Linked DNA regions of Mus musculus: region 1 is linked to region 2. The links are chromatin contacts, called in public HiChIP or PLAC-seq maps. All regions are on one chromosome and are shown on one strand. Each heading gives the region's core, a stretch centred on a gene start, on an enhancer-like site or on the middle of the called end of the contact. The rest is flanking DNA. Distances are from core to core; before and after follow the strand shown. Region 1 holds the start of Net1 (neuroepithelial cell transforming gene 1). Region 2 holds the start of Calml3 (calmodulin-like 3).

Region 1 (7,217 bases), core at 3,536-6,035, 110 kb before region 2:
GTGTGTGTGTGTGTGTGTGTTCAATTCATAAATCCAAAGAGTTTCTGGGAGGGTGGCTGGAAGTGCATAACCCTCGGAGAACACAAAGTGGTGTAGCCCAAATCTACCTCTACAGCCATGCATTGCCATTGCTTGGTCAGATGCACTCTTTCTACCAGCACCTCCCACACATGCACTTTGTCCAACAGCACTCCCAGACATGGGCGAATTTTCTAGATTTGTGCTATTACTTTGCTAATATAGTACTTTAATTTTAATTTGTTATACTTATTTTCTTTGGTAAGCAAGTTCAAATTCCTAAAACTTTATGGAAGCATCTCTCACATAAACTACAGCAACTCTCCATAATGTATGTTTTCCTTGTGCAATTAGTTGAAAAGCTGCAAGACCAACATTGAGACTTTCCAAAGAAAAAAGAAAATTCTGATGTAGATAACAGCATCTGTGTCTTCAACAGCTCCTAGTCAAGGGTTCCAGCCCACAGAGCACCTGCTGATGGCAGATCCCACAGCTTCTACAACCACATACAGCAAATCCTTGAAATAAATCCTATATGCATACAGCACTGGTTTAGACACACTTGGTAGCTATGCTTAAGTCTTCAAAGAATGAAGAAAATGAAGCTGATAAAAGCATGGTGCTTGCTCTTAGGATTCCCTTTCATTACCATTTGTTTCTTAAGGTTTTTTTATTTTAGTATTTTTTTTTAGTAAATGTAATTTCAGTGGCCAGTTCTTCACATACAACCAACCAAAAGAGCCGCCTTGAATTTCTGTTGGCTTTGGGTTTTGTTTTTGTTTGAGTTCATTGTTTTTGAGATTTATGTTTATTTTGTGTGTGTGGGTGTGTATGGCCATGGGCCCAATATGCGTGGGCACAAGTGTAGGTAAGAAGAAGGCATTGGATTAAACTGGAGTTAAAGGCAGTTGTAGGCTACTCAATGTGGATACTGAAGTCCAAACTTGTATCTTCTACAAGGTCAACAAGTTCTCTTAACTGCTGAGCTACCTCTCCAGCTCTGGTTTTGGCTCTTTAAGACAAAGTCTTAACATGTGGACCAATTTAACCTGAGCTCCCCATCTTCCTGCCTCTACCTCCCAAGTCTTGAGATTACGAGCTTGTGAAACCTTATTTATCTAAGAAAAAAAAAACCTCTCAGCAACAAACTAGTGATTTGGGGTTGTTTGTTTGTTTGTTTGTTTGTTTAAATCACTCAGCTCTGAAAAATAATTCTGACTAATATCCTGAACATTTTTGAAGTACTGTTTGATGATCCTCCATTGATGGGCTCTAGAAATCACTGGCCATTGTCGTTCTGCCCTTATTTCACCCAAATCCTTCCCATCTCCTTCCATCCTTTCCACCCATTAGGAACATAACTCAGACTTTTAAGTCTTCAATGTCTTTTACTAAGATAGTCAAGCACACACACACACACTGCAATGACACCATGACCAAAAATCAAGTTGGAGAAGAAAGGGTTTATTTTATGCTCCCACAACACGGTTCATCATCAAAGGAAGTCAGGACAGGAACTCAAGCGGTATATGAACCTGGAGGCAAGAGCTGAAGCAGAAGTCACACAAGAGTGCTGCTTATTGGCCTGCTCCTCATGGCTTGCTTAGTCTTCTTTCTTATAGAACCCAAGGCCACCAGCCCAGGGATGGCACCACCTATGATGGACTGGTCCCTCCCCCATCAATCACTAATTAAGAAAATACCTACAGGCCTACCAATTTTCTCCACCCTAACCTGAAAAAACTATGTTATAACAGAGGAACCATTTGTCCAGAGTTGAAGATTCAATGATTCGCAGGTCATGTATTTAGTTCTGTCCTAGACAGTGAAAAATACTGAATCCAGGAAGCAGAGGGACAGGTCATTTAGACAATAGAAGATCAATCTATTATACATTTGTAGGGTTTCACTGGCCTTTTCCAAGGTTTTGTGACCAACTCTCAATATGTAGTTATGGTGATTTGAGTGACAAATGTCCTTCATAGGCTCTAGTCTTCAAACACCTGGTCCCCAGTTGGTGGTGCCATTTAGGAATGTTTATGGGTGGACCCTTGGGTGAAGAAAGTATGTCACTAGGGTCTGGCTTTTGGAGTTCATAGCACACTCCATTTCCAGTTCCCTCTCTACCTTGTAGTTGTAGTCAAAGATATGATCATTTTTTTTCTCCTAACACTGTTCCTGAAGCTTGCTGCCACATCTCCCAACAACAACAGACCATAAGCCCAAATAAACTCATCCTTTGGTAAGTTGCTTTGGTCAGAGTGTTTTATTACAACAGAACATCAACAAGTAAAAAGTCCAGCTTCCTTCCACGTGCTTCAATATACCATGGGCCTTCAATTCCTTTTCTTATGGTACAACCTAGCTGAAAGTCTAGTATTTTATTGTAGATATTCAATAGATATGTATGAGTAGCTAAAAAAAAAGTAACAACTTCCCAAGTGAATGAATATTGAAAGAATTTTCCTGCACAATTTCCATGCAGTGCACAACTTCCATGAAGTCCCCATATCAGCATCTTTTATTATCTATCACATTGATAGTAAATGTTCCCTAATAACTTCTGGTGATAACACCAAAACCAGCTTCAGTATCTTCAGGAATAGAGACAAACTAACTTGCTTCTGTGTGTAAAAGTGTGTGGTTCCACTAAAATATCTTCATTCTACCAAACTCGGCATAGAGATCAATTGTTTTGGATGACATTTCTGTATTTACATTGTATTTGCTAAACGCAATATTTTCTCCAGTATCTCACTCTGTTTAAGAATTCTTAAATCAAGAAAATAAAAATAAAAAGCATTTTTAAGTGCCAAAAGTCTTACCACCTAGAAAAATTTAATTAATCTCAACTTTCTATTCTGTATAATTACAAAGAGTGATTTATAATTAATTATAGTTCTTTTGTGGGTAGGATTACTATTCTATGATGAAACACCATTATCAAAAGCAACTTGGAGGGGGGAGGGCTTATTTTACTCACACTCCCCTCACAAATCACTTCATGATTTGTCATAGGGTTTCTATTACTGTGATAAAACACTGTGACAGAGGGGGAAAAAAACTTGAGGAGGGTTTATTCAGCTTACACTTCTATATCACAGTTCATCATCAAGGGAAGTCAGGACAGGAACCCAAGCAGTGCAGGAACCTGGAGGCAAGAGCTGACGCAGAGGCCGTGGAAGAGTGCTTACTAGCTTGTTCGTCATGTCTTCCTCTCCCTACTTTCTTACAGAACCCAGGACTACCAGCCCAAGAATGGTATAGCCATGATGGGCTGGCCTATTTCCCATCAACTACTAATTAAGAAAATGTTCTATAGACTTACCTACCGCCTAATATTAGAGAGGGTTTGTCATGGTTTGAATATGCTTGGCCCAGGGAGTGGCACTGTTTGGAGGCATGGCCTTGTTGGAGTAAGTGTGTCACTGTGGGTGTGAGCTTGAATACCCTTGTTCTATCTGCCTGGAAGCCAGTATTCTGCTAGCAGCCTTCAGATGAAGATATAGAACTCTCAGCTCTTCCTGTACCATGCCTGCCTGGATGCTGCCATGTTCCTGCCTTGATGATAATGGACTGAATCTGTATTCCAGCCCCAATTAAATATTGTCCTTATAAGGGCTGTCTCTTTCATGGTGTCTGTTCACAGCAGTAAAACCCTAAAACAGAATTTTTCTAAATTGACATAAAACTAGCCATCATTGTTCTATATTTCATATTTTATGCTTTCAGTTAAAATCACAATGTTTTGTTTTACTATATACCTCTTATTTTTAATTTTCTTTTATTTTCAAGATTATAATATAATCACACCATTTTCTCCCTTCTCTTTTCTCCTTCCCAACTCTCTCCTATACCCCTTCTTGCTATCTTTCACATTCATGGACTCTTTTTATTAATTATTGTTACATAGTCAATATGTAACAATATGTTATACATATATGTTCCTAAATACACAAATACAGCCAGCTCAGTCTGTATGATGTTATTTGTATGTTTTCAGGGCTAGCTGTTAGTATTGGCTAACCAATGGTATTCCCTGAAGAAGACCATTTCTTTATCGGCTGAATGCAGTCTTCACAGTTAATCAGTTATATTTAGACATCTCCCAGTCATTCATTTAGATTGCCTTTAATTTTTCTATTATACACAACATCATTAATATCTCCCTGTATACAAGAGAGACTACATTTAAGACCATTAGCGATATTTAAAATCAGAGAACGTTTTTATTTACCAATCTTCACATAATAACCTGAGCAGGGTCCCTTGTTTCATGCTGCACGTTTTGCAGTCTTGCAAGCAGAGAAAGCAGCCCTTTCCATTCGGTAAAGCGACTGTGTCCTACTTACTGAAAGACAGGAGTACATAACTAGATTTCACTGGTTCTCTAGAGACATCCTGGAGAACAAAGTATTGTCTTTGGCAATTGGGAATATATTCCACATGTATAACTTAGTGTTTATACGTCCAACTGCCTCTTGCTTTGGGGTCAATACCTTCATCCTGTCTAACGCTAAACAACAACAAATGATAAACAGCTTCCGATCCATTTTCCTGCCCTGCAAGTGAAAGTTCTAGTGAATAGAGACTGCCTTTCAGGAGTAAGGTGTGTAGTTAAAATAAATCCCCAAATTCCTAACTTTCACCTTACCACTTTCCCTTTGTCACTGGAGCTCCTAAAAGTTTGGTATGAAGTCTTCTGATTAGGGCGGGACTCCACGTAGCCTAGCAACCGCTTCCCACTCTCTGATTGGCCGATCTCTGGGCAGCCGCCATTTTCAAATCCCCGGATGACGGCGGTAGCCGCTCTCTGCTAGAAGGCGACTTGCTGCCTCGCAGAAGCTGGCGGGCATTGTGCCCGCCACGATCGGTCTCCTGGGCACTGGGCCACCGCCCCACCAACCCCCCTTCTCCGGACATGGAGCCAGAGCCGGCGGCTCAGAAGCAGCCCCGACCTCGGAGGAGAAGCCGCAGGGTCTCAATGCTCAGCGAGGAACCTGCCGCGGGGCTTCCGGCCGACACACCCGGGCCGGCGGCGAACGAGAGGTGAGGGTGGCGGGAGGTGGGTGAGAGCCGGGGACCGAGTCTGGAGACTCAGGACGGGATGGACTGGACGGTGGGTGACCAAGGACTGGCAGTGCAGTAGGGGAGGTTGGGGAAGGCCGGGCAGAAATGCCGCGGGAGGAGAGTGCGCTGCCCGGCGGGCTGCACCGAGGGCTGCACAGCGACTGCTCGGCCCTGCGTAGAAGGGGTGGACTCGTTGGACTTGTTGACAATCTCCTTTAACCCCGTCCCTGGGGAACCGTACATCTGCACCAGAGCTGTTCTCTACCAGAAACTAGTTGTGGATGCAGGCGCTCAGATCAAGACTGTCGTGGACCCTGTGATGAGAAGAGGAATTGTCACCTGAACAGATACCAACCCTTTCAGCCTAAAAGCGGCTGTTCAAATGAAATGTCCTTTGCAGACCAGAACAGGACAGGCTCCTGGAATGAAGAGATCAGAGAAAGACTCTTTCTGGCTTTTCAGTTATTAGCACATTTTCACATTCTGTGTTGTATCTTCATTTCTATGTGTCTGGGAAAGGCAAACACTAGGTTGATTTCAGAAATCTGTGTCTGGAAGAGAGGCTGTGGGAGTCATAATATTTTTATTAAATAGGAAATTGAAATGGCATTTGTCTGGACTACTCTGTCATTCTTTTGCCCTTCGAAATATGAGAAATGGTCTCAAAGTACTGAATGCAATGGTTTCCCATTATAACGTTAGACATTGAGTTACAAAGTATGTAACTTTGTTCAAATCTACGTCTACATAGTGAGTTTATGATAGTGTCTGCCTCATATAAGGCACTGTGTGAACATCAGTACTTATCATGGGCCTCGGCAGAAAACTCGGCAGAAATCTTGTCTGTCAGTTTTAAATCTGTTAAAGTAACAGTGCTGTGTCTGCTCCATCTTTTCAGACATCCCCATGGTCCACTTGACATGATTTCAGGGTTTTTTTGGTTTTGTTTCTGAGACAAGTTCTCACTGTGTAACTTGGTTACCCCAGAACTCACTACCTGTGTAGAGACGCTGGCCACAAACTCATATTGTACTTCTGTACCAGAGCTGTTCTCCATGGAAACTGGTGGACTGTAGGTGGTCTTACATCCATAGGACTATTGGTGAGAAGAGGAATTGTCACCAAGCAGGCTCCAAACCGTTCTGCCTAAAAACTGGTCTTTCTTCCTTAGCCTCCCCCTGTTCTCGGATTGCAGTGTGAACCTCGACGCCCAGGTCATTTGATAGGATGTTAAATTAATCTTTTATATAGCTTATAATCTAATCATGACAAATGGTTTTGAGGAAAAAGCAAACACCTTACTTTCATTATCAAGGCATGGGCAAACCCATTGTATTAAGTAACTCTATAAAGAGCTAGATTCTTTCAGTTAGTACTGATTTTTATGAGTTTGAAGTTTAAGGCAATATTTACCAGAATTCTTGCCTTCTGAAACTTCCTCTCTTCCAATCAGACCGTGTGTTTAAGAAGTCAGAGTGCAGAAAGAAGGCATCTTTGAGACTGAGAATTACAAGAATTAGGATGGGCTAGTGAAGGAGCAGAAAAGGAGGACTTCCTGAAGATGAACAGAAGCAGTGCTTCATTCCACGTGTGCTCAGTGTAATACAGTTGCACCTGCCCTAGCATCAGACACTGTTGAGGATGATGGGGATTCAGGTGAACAAAAGCAGATGGAGCGCTTGCTCTCAGGAACCTTAGATTCTCTTGGGAGGCGTTGGTCACATCATGCAGTGAATTTAAGCCTTTTTGATTCTGTGCAGAAGAGGAAAGATTCTAGGGCCCAGAGTTGGTAGATGACTCCAAGGAAACAGTATCCTCCAGACATAAGAGCACTGATGCACATCTAAACTTACAGAGATTGAAGGAATGCACAAGACCTGCAACAGGTTCAAACCAGACAAGATCCTAGCACTGAGAATGGGAGAGTTGACACACCATCCCACTCAGAACCAAGAAGCTGTTTGCAATTGATACCTCCTGGGAAAAGGAAAATTGTTGTTTTGTTTTGTTCCAGTGGAGTATTGGTATATCAACCACACTCCAGAGCAAGGCCCATGCCCAGGTGTCTTGGTCACTGATCCATTTTTGTGAAGAGACACCATAATCGAGGCAAAACTTAAAGAAAAGGT
Region 2 (6,464 bases), core at 2,137-4,636:
AGGATTAAGCCATGAAATGAGAGCTGTTCCCTCTGCCATAGTTTCCTAATTTTTGAATTGCAGCAGCATGGCCACCACAAGGCAGTGCTTTGTGAGTCACGATACAGAGCGATTCTGTCTCATGCCTTTCCTGGGTTCTCTTTCAATGTGCCTTTTTTTTGTAAAAGCAAGTGGGCAAAGGCTAGATGTTCTACCCACAAAAATATGCCCCAGAAACCAGAAACCCGAAGCTACCTGTGTCCTCTTGAAGGAGTAGGATTGTCCCATCCAGCCTTAACCCCTCATCTTCCAAGGGGCTGTCCGCTATGGGTTAATTGTTTTCTAGAGACATAAGCCCTGGTTTTCCAGGAGGCAGCTGGCAACGTGTCCAGTACAGTCATGCCCCATGCAGCTGCCAGGTAGTGATAGAGGGGGAGGGGAATGGTGGTTAACCTTGTCTTCCAGTAGATCCTTGCTCTGGCCATCAACTGAGAGGATGGGGTCATTTTTTCTGCTCTTTTTTTTTTTTAACTTTATAACAACTGCTCATCATGTTCTCATACTCTCCAAAATGGGAAGTTGCTCAAATTATCTGGTTCTCCAAATCCTAATTAACCTCAGAAAAAGAAGAGAATGTTCAGAGTTCAACAAAGTGTAGAGCCAGTGAAATGACTCAGTGACTAAAGGCGATTGCAGTGCAGGCCTAGTAGCCTGGAATTGATCCCCAAAACCCGAATAAACGTGAAAAGAGAGGACAGACGCTATAAAGTTGTCCTCTGATCTCTACACATGTTCCTGGGCATGTACACAAACACGCAGAGACTATGCAAACACACACATATATACACCCACACACACACACACACACACACACACAAAGGGCTCTTGAGTTCAGCCCCCAGCATCCACATGATGGCTCATGACCATCCTTGACTCTAGATCCCAAGTTCCAGGGAGTCTGACACCTTCTAACTTCCTCAGGCACACACATAGAATGTGTGCAAATGTGCAGGTGATGGATTTAAAATGAAAAATAAATAAACCTCAAAAAGAACTAAAAATAAAACGTGCATTTTTATCAACAGTAGCTTTTAAATATTTATTTCTTTATTTCCCTTGATAACAGAAACACATAGTTTAATGAAAAAAATTAAATGTGAAAATGCATATGTATTAATTTTATTACATTTTTATGTGCAGAGGTGTGTGTGTGTGTACGCGTGTGTACCTGTGTATGTGTGTGTGTAGTGTGTGTACCTGTGTGTGTGTGTGTACCTGTGTGTGTGTGTATGTGTGTGTACAACATAGCACACATGTAGAGAATAGAGAATATTGTGTGGGGCAGTTTTCTCCTTCCACAATGTAGGTTCTGGGGATCTGAACTTAGGCCATCTGGCTCTCCAGGCAGTGCCTGGCCACTGATCTGTCTCCCCCAAATTGTCTGTCTACTATTTCGATATTAGGATGAGCAACTAACACAGAAAATCAGTATCTGTAAGGGTGGCTGTGAGGAGAGAAGACAAACGCCAGCTTAGAAACAGAAATGGTAGCTCCTTATCGATGCCAAATCAATTTTATTTTATTCTATTTCACGTTCAGTCCTTTGCTATTAAGACAGAAAGAAAAAATTGTATCCTAGGTGTTCCTAGCCTGCACCTCTTTCCCATACCACCAAACATTTAGGAACGTGGAGAAGAGGAAAGTCGCTTCTAGCCACTAAAATGGAGTGTTTGTCCACTGTGTGCCTTCTAAGACACCCATAGCCTTACTTCCTCTACCCCACCCCTGGGTCCCCATAGCCACCCATGTCCACACCCTGCTCCCCTGGAGTTCATTTTACGGTGAGTGGAAGAAGTATGTTGCTTCCTTGCCTCTCCCACAGTGAACGCCTTCCTTCTTTCTTTTTCCCACACACTGAAGGCCTCAGCTTTGTGGGACCCTTTGAGCAGGAAGTAAATCAGCTGGCAGATAAGCAGCTCCTCTTCTCTCCTGAACAGGAACTCCCTCTAAACAACAAAAGCAGACTGCCATCTACTTGAATGAAGAAAGCGTTTGTACTAGTATTGTAAACGCTAACATGAAGGAAGGAGAGTCGGAGGGGGAACAATTGCAATCCACATGATAGTCTGGCATATTCTCTCTTTATAGCTGTAAGTCCTTATAAGTATAATATGTTTTCTAAGCATGGTCCTGCCCCAATCCTTGCCTATCCAGGAATCCCAAATGGGAATCAATTGAAGCTCTCTTCCTTAGGTCATTTCCCTAGCCTCCACTCCCACCCCCAAAACGAAGGAGCTGGGGTCCTTCTTGACTATGATGCCTCCTGGAGACTTTCTGCTCTGGCTCCATGCCACGCAGGGATCAAACAAAGGCTTGTGGAACACTTCCAACAGTACTGTGATCAGAGAGTGGAGTCCAGCAAGGTCTTTCCTGTCTGTTTTTCCCTCCTGGCTTCCCTCCATTCACTAGACAGCAGTCATATTGACTGCCTTTCTTCCTCTTAGCTCCACCATGTCCTCCCCTTCTCTAGGTCACTCCAAAGGGTCTTTCTGCAGAAGGGTTGTCCTTGGCCATAAACTACCACTATGGCCCACTGACTTTCATTTCCTTTGTAGCACACATCAAAACTATCCAGTGACCTCATTCCAGCTTCTCCGTTAAGTTTTGAACATGGAACTTGTGTCCATTCTGTATTCTTCTCAGCCTCCAACAATATTTGCATATATGGGGTGCTCAGTACATCACTGTGAGTGAGTAAATAATATGCAAACACTTTGGCAGAACTTCCTCTCCACTCAGGCATTCATTTCCAAGGACAAGATGACCCTATTTTTACCTGAAGAAAAACCCTCATTCCTATCTAAAAACTCAGGGAAATGACAAAGTTTAGAAATCAAAGACAAGGAGTACACAGGCAATTTCTACTTTTCACCTGCAGAAAACTTTAGCCCCGTGGAAGAAAGGGGTATGGTTATTATATTGAGAACAGAATAGAAGGCTGGTTTAGCATTAGGTGCAAAATGAAGAAAGCAAAAAGGAAAATGGAAAACTCAGAGCCAGAAGACCAGGTCAGGGTTTTTGTTGTTGTTGTTTGTTTGTTTTGGATTTGGTTTTTATTAAAAGGTTTTCCCTATACCTGGATGAAAGGTGTTGCGGTGACCGCTGCCGGCCCTGCTGGTGTTTGGCGAGAAAAGTTGCCTTTCACACACAAGTGCTGGCGTCAACTCAATTAGCAGGCCAGCCTGGTTGCTGCTCTTGGACTCTTGTCTAAACAGGATCTGGCCTTCAGGCAACCACAGGGGCGGGGGCGTCTACGCATGGCAGCCCAATCCTACCAGACCAACGATGGGGGAGGACCCTGCTCCTTCTTAAGCTCCAGCCAGTCAAGCCAGCCAGACAGCCGCCCCTTGCAGTCTCCACCTGTCTTCAGAGAGCAGAGGAGAAGAGCCCAGCCCACAGCTAGCGCTTGGAAGCCTAGACCAGACTGGCCACATCTGCCACATCACCCACGATCTGCTAGCATGGCCGACCAGCTGACTGAGGAGCAAATCGCCGAGTTCAAAGAGGCTTTCTCTCTGTTTGACAAGGATGGGGATGGCAGTATCACCACCCAAGAATTGGGCACTGTCATGCGGTCCCTGGGTCAGAACCCCACAGAGGCTGAGCTTCAAGGCATGGTGAATGAAATTGACAAAGATGGAAACGGCACCGTGGACTTCCCCGAGTTCCTGACAATGATGTCCAGGAAGATGAAAGACACTGACAGCGAGGAGGAGATCCGAGAGGCCTTCCGAGTGTTCGACAAGGATGGCAATGGCTTCGTCAGTGCAGCCGAGCTGAGGCACGTGATGACCAAGCTGGGGGAGAAGCTGAGCGATGAGGAAGTGGACGAAATGATACAGGCGGCAGATACAGATGGTGATGGGCAAGTGAACTATGAGGAGTTTGTCCACATGCTGGTGTCCAAATGAGGCTGTGCCACAGACTGGCACAGCCAGGTGCCCATGAGGCTTCTGGGCTACAAGCTAGGCTGGATAATAGCTGTCCTCCGGTTGGTGAGAATCTTACCCAGGTCTTAGATGTCTTTCCCTGTTTCCGTGGGGCTCTATGGACTGCATTCATAAGTCTGCCTTTCACTTTCTGCATCTTATTCTGGCAGCTTCACACCAGTTCTTTCCCCTTGACTGAGAATGCCTCCAGCTGAGACAGGCATCAACTCCTCCTAGCCCTCAAGAGCTGAAGCAGAATGTCCCATCTCTGCATGGATAATAAGCCAAAGGACCCAGGCTCCTATTTGTTTCCTTTCTTTCCTTTTCTTCTCCCCACCCCCATCGCCCTGTTTCCAACAGAAATGATCAACTCCAGGGCCTACTTCCAGCAGGAATCTCCATTTGTATTGGTGTGTGCGGTGTGTGTGGGGAGGGTGGGGTGGGGGCGTCACCTGCACGCAACGCTTTGCATCACGGTGGCCTGTGGCCATCAGTTTGTACATCATAGTACTTAGGCATCTTTGGCTGAAGACTGCGTCTGTTGGATTTGGAAAGCATCAGGGCGTGGGGATGATGGCGATGGTGAAGATTTGGATGATTGAGGTCAGGCTCTCTGGACAACAGCGCTTCCCCTCCACGGGACTTTGTCTATTCCTGTCTGTCTCCATCAAAGAAACCTCTGTGATCCTGGTTTTATGCTTGTTTGTTTGTTTGTTTGTTTGTTTTCTGAGCTTAGAGTAGAGCTGGGGGTCATTGTAACATGTTTGTATTCATCTCAAAGGAAAGAAATTTATATGCAAGAGAGGGGGAAGCTGCAGGGAAATAAATAAGTTAATAAGACACGACGTTCCTATTTCTTTTCTGCTTCTAATTAAACACTATTTCTTAAGTCTAGAAGATTAACCAGTCAGCAACCTCCGTTTTGTTTGTTTGTTTGTTTTGAATGCACGTTTTTTTTTTTTTTTTTTTGATGTGGACTCTAGAGTGGGACTCATCAAAACGCCCATCTTCCTTGGCTCCACCTCCCCGTTACCTCAGTGTTTCCTCCTTTGTAAAATGGTGAGGGTGGGCTAGCTCTGCTGTGAGTGGGACAGCCTTGGCTTGCAATCCAGCCCTTCTATCATCTCCATGGCCGCGCCTCTTCGTGATACCAGGACCCACACACCATCCTGGCTAAGTGAGAGGTACTTACTCTGTATAGGAACTTGCTGCCACCCTGTAGGGTAGCCACTATTCCTTGCTTCCTGTCTTACAACTGAGGAACCTGAGTGCATGCTCTAGGCTTGATCTTCCTCTTGGCTGAGCATGACCCCTTTGCCTTCACTGTGACAGTAATGGTGGCCTTTCTCCACATTGGCGAGGATTTTAAGAATGGTATTTCTTTTTCTTTTCTTTCTTTCTTTTTTTTTTCAATACTGGTGAATGAACCCAGGGCCTTATACATACTCAGGAAGCACTCTACCACTGAGCTATATTCTCAGGCAATAATTAATATGTTTAAATTTTATTTATTATTATTCTGTATATTTGGTATGTATAGGGGAGTACATGTGTCATGGTGCATACGTGGAAGTCAGAGGACACCCTTTTGAGGTTGTTTCTTTCATTCCCCCTCTGTGGGTTCTAAGAATGGAGCTCAGGTTGTCAGGATTATACAGCAAGCACTTTACTTGTAAGTAATCTCATCGGTCCAAGAATAATATTCTCAGTATATTCATCATGGAGTAGGCCCTGTGTGCATGGAAGTTCCTTGATAAATGAAACACAGTTACAGATTCCATCTGGCACCAATAAGGCTTGCCACCCTCAAAAAAGCTCAAGGGTCAAGGGCAGAGAGGAGGCAACAGAAGGCTCTCTGTGCCATTTTACAGAATTTCAGGTAAGAACTGACCCTGATCCAAGGTCACGGTCAAGCCTCCCATGAGAAGAGCAGGAGGAAGTTTCAAAATATCTGGTCAGAGCTGGCTGGATGTTTCCATGTAGGATTTGGGGTATGAGTCTCAGAAGCCTTAGGGACACAGCATGCACAGATGACAGGATAGCACCTCCCTGGAGTCACTGGAAGAGAAGAGCTGAGACTAAGGTATGAACATGAGCCATCTGCCAGAAGAAAGCAACATACCTGCATGGGCAAACATAACCCAGATCTCCACATACTTTGTCAGATATCTCCTAAGTTTTGCAGCCAAGTGAGAAATGGAAGTCTCCAGGGGTCTTGCTGGTCCCTATAAATAATGTGGCTGGAATGCTGACGTTGACTCCTAAAGTCCTAAGTTGTAAGTCATGTGAAGTACTTACAAGTACTAGGACCTACACACACTGCTAAGAGTTTAACTAGGAGGGGCTCTTTTTGTATTTCCCTGCCAGTTCCCAGCAATGCGGCGTAAGCAACCCTTTTATTTGTGATCCATGCACCACCCTGAAACTACTGATACTTAGACTTTTCAAGTCTCAGACAGAGCCTTTCATGCAGAACTCTTCTGCCAGGGCAGGAAC

Evidence for each region. HiChIP or PLAC-seq counts read pairs in DNA pulled down with a chosen protein or histone mark.
Region 1: an H3K4me3 HiChIP or PLAC-seq map of embryonic stem cells shows a contact between it and region 2, with 17 read pairs. The contact joins the promoter of Net1 here to the promoter of Calml3 in region 2. A contact is called at or near these places in 2 of 39 promoter capture datasets (embryonic stem cells and liver), 2 of 115 datasets of contacts at active chromatin or transcription factors (embryonic stem cells and trophoblast stem cells) and 1 of 9 other capture datasets (pancreatic islet).

Annotation. Positions count from the first base shown.
Region 1 is chr13:3,915,788-3,923,004 of GRCm38.p6, reverse strand. It overlaps Net1 (neuroepithelial cell transforming gene 1), which reads left to right and starts at 4,785. Exons shown (of 12, transcript NM_019671.3): 1 at 4,785-5,067. The coding sequence starts at 4,940.
Region 2 is chr13:3,801,240-3,807,703 of GRCm38.p6, reverse strand. Calml3 (calmodulin-like 3) reads left to right here and starts at 3,386. Exons shown (of 1, transcript NM_027416.3): 1 at 3,386-4,811. The coding sequence starts at 3,501. The coding sequence ends at 3,950.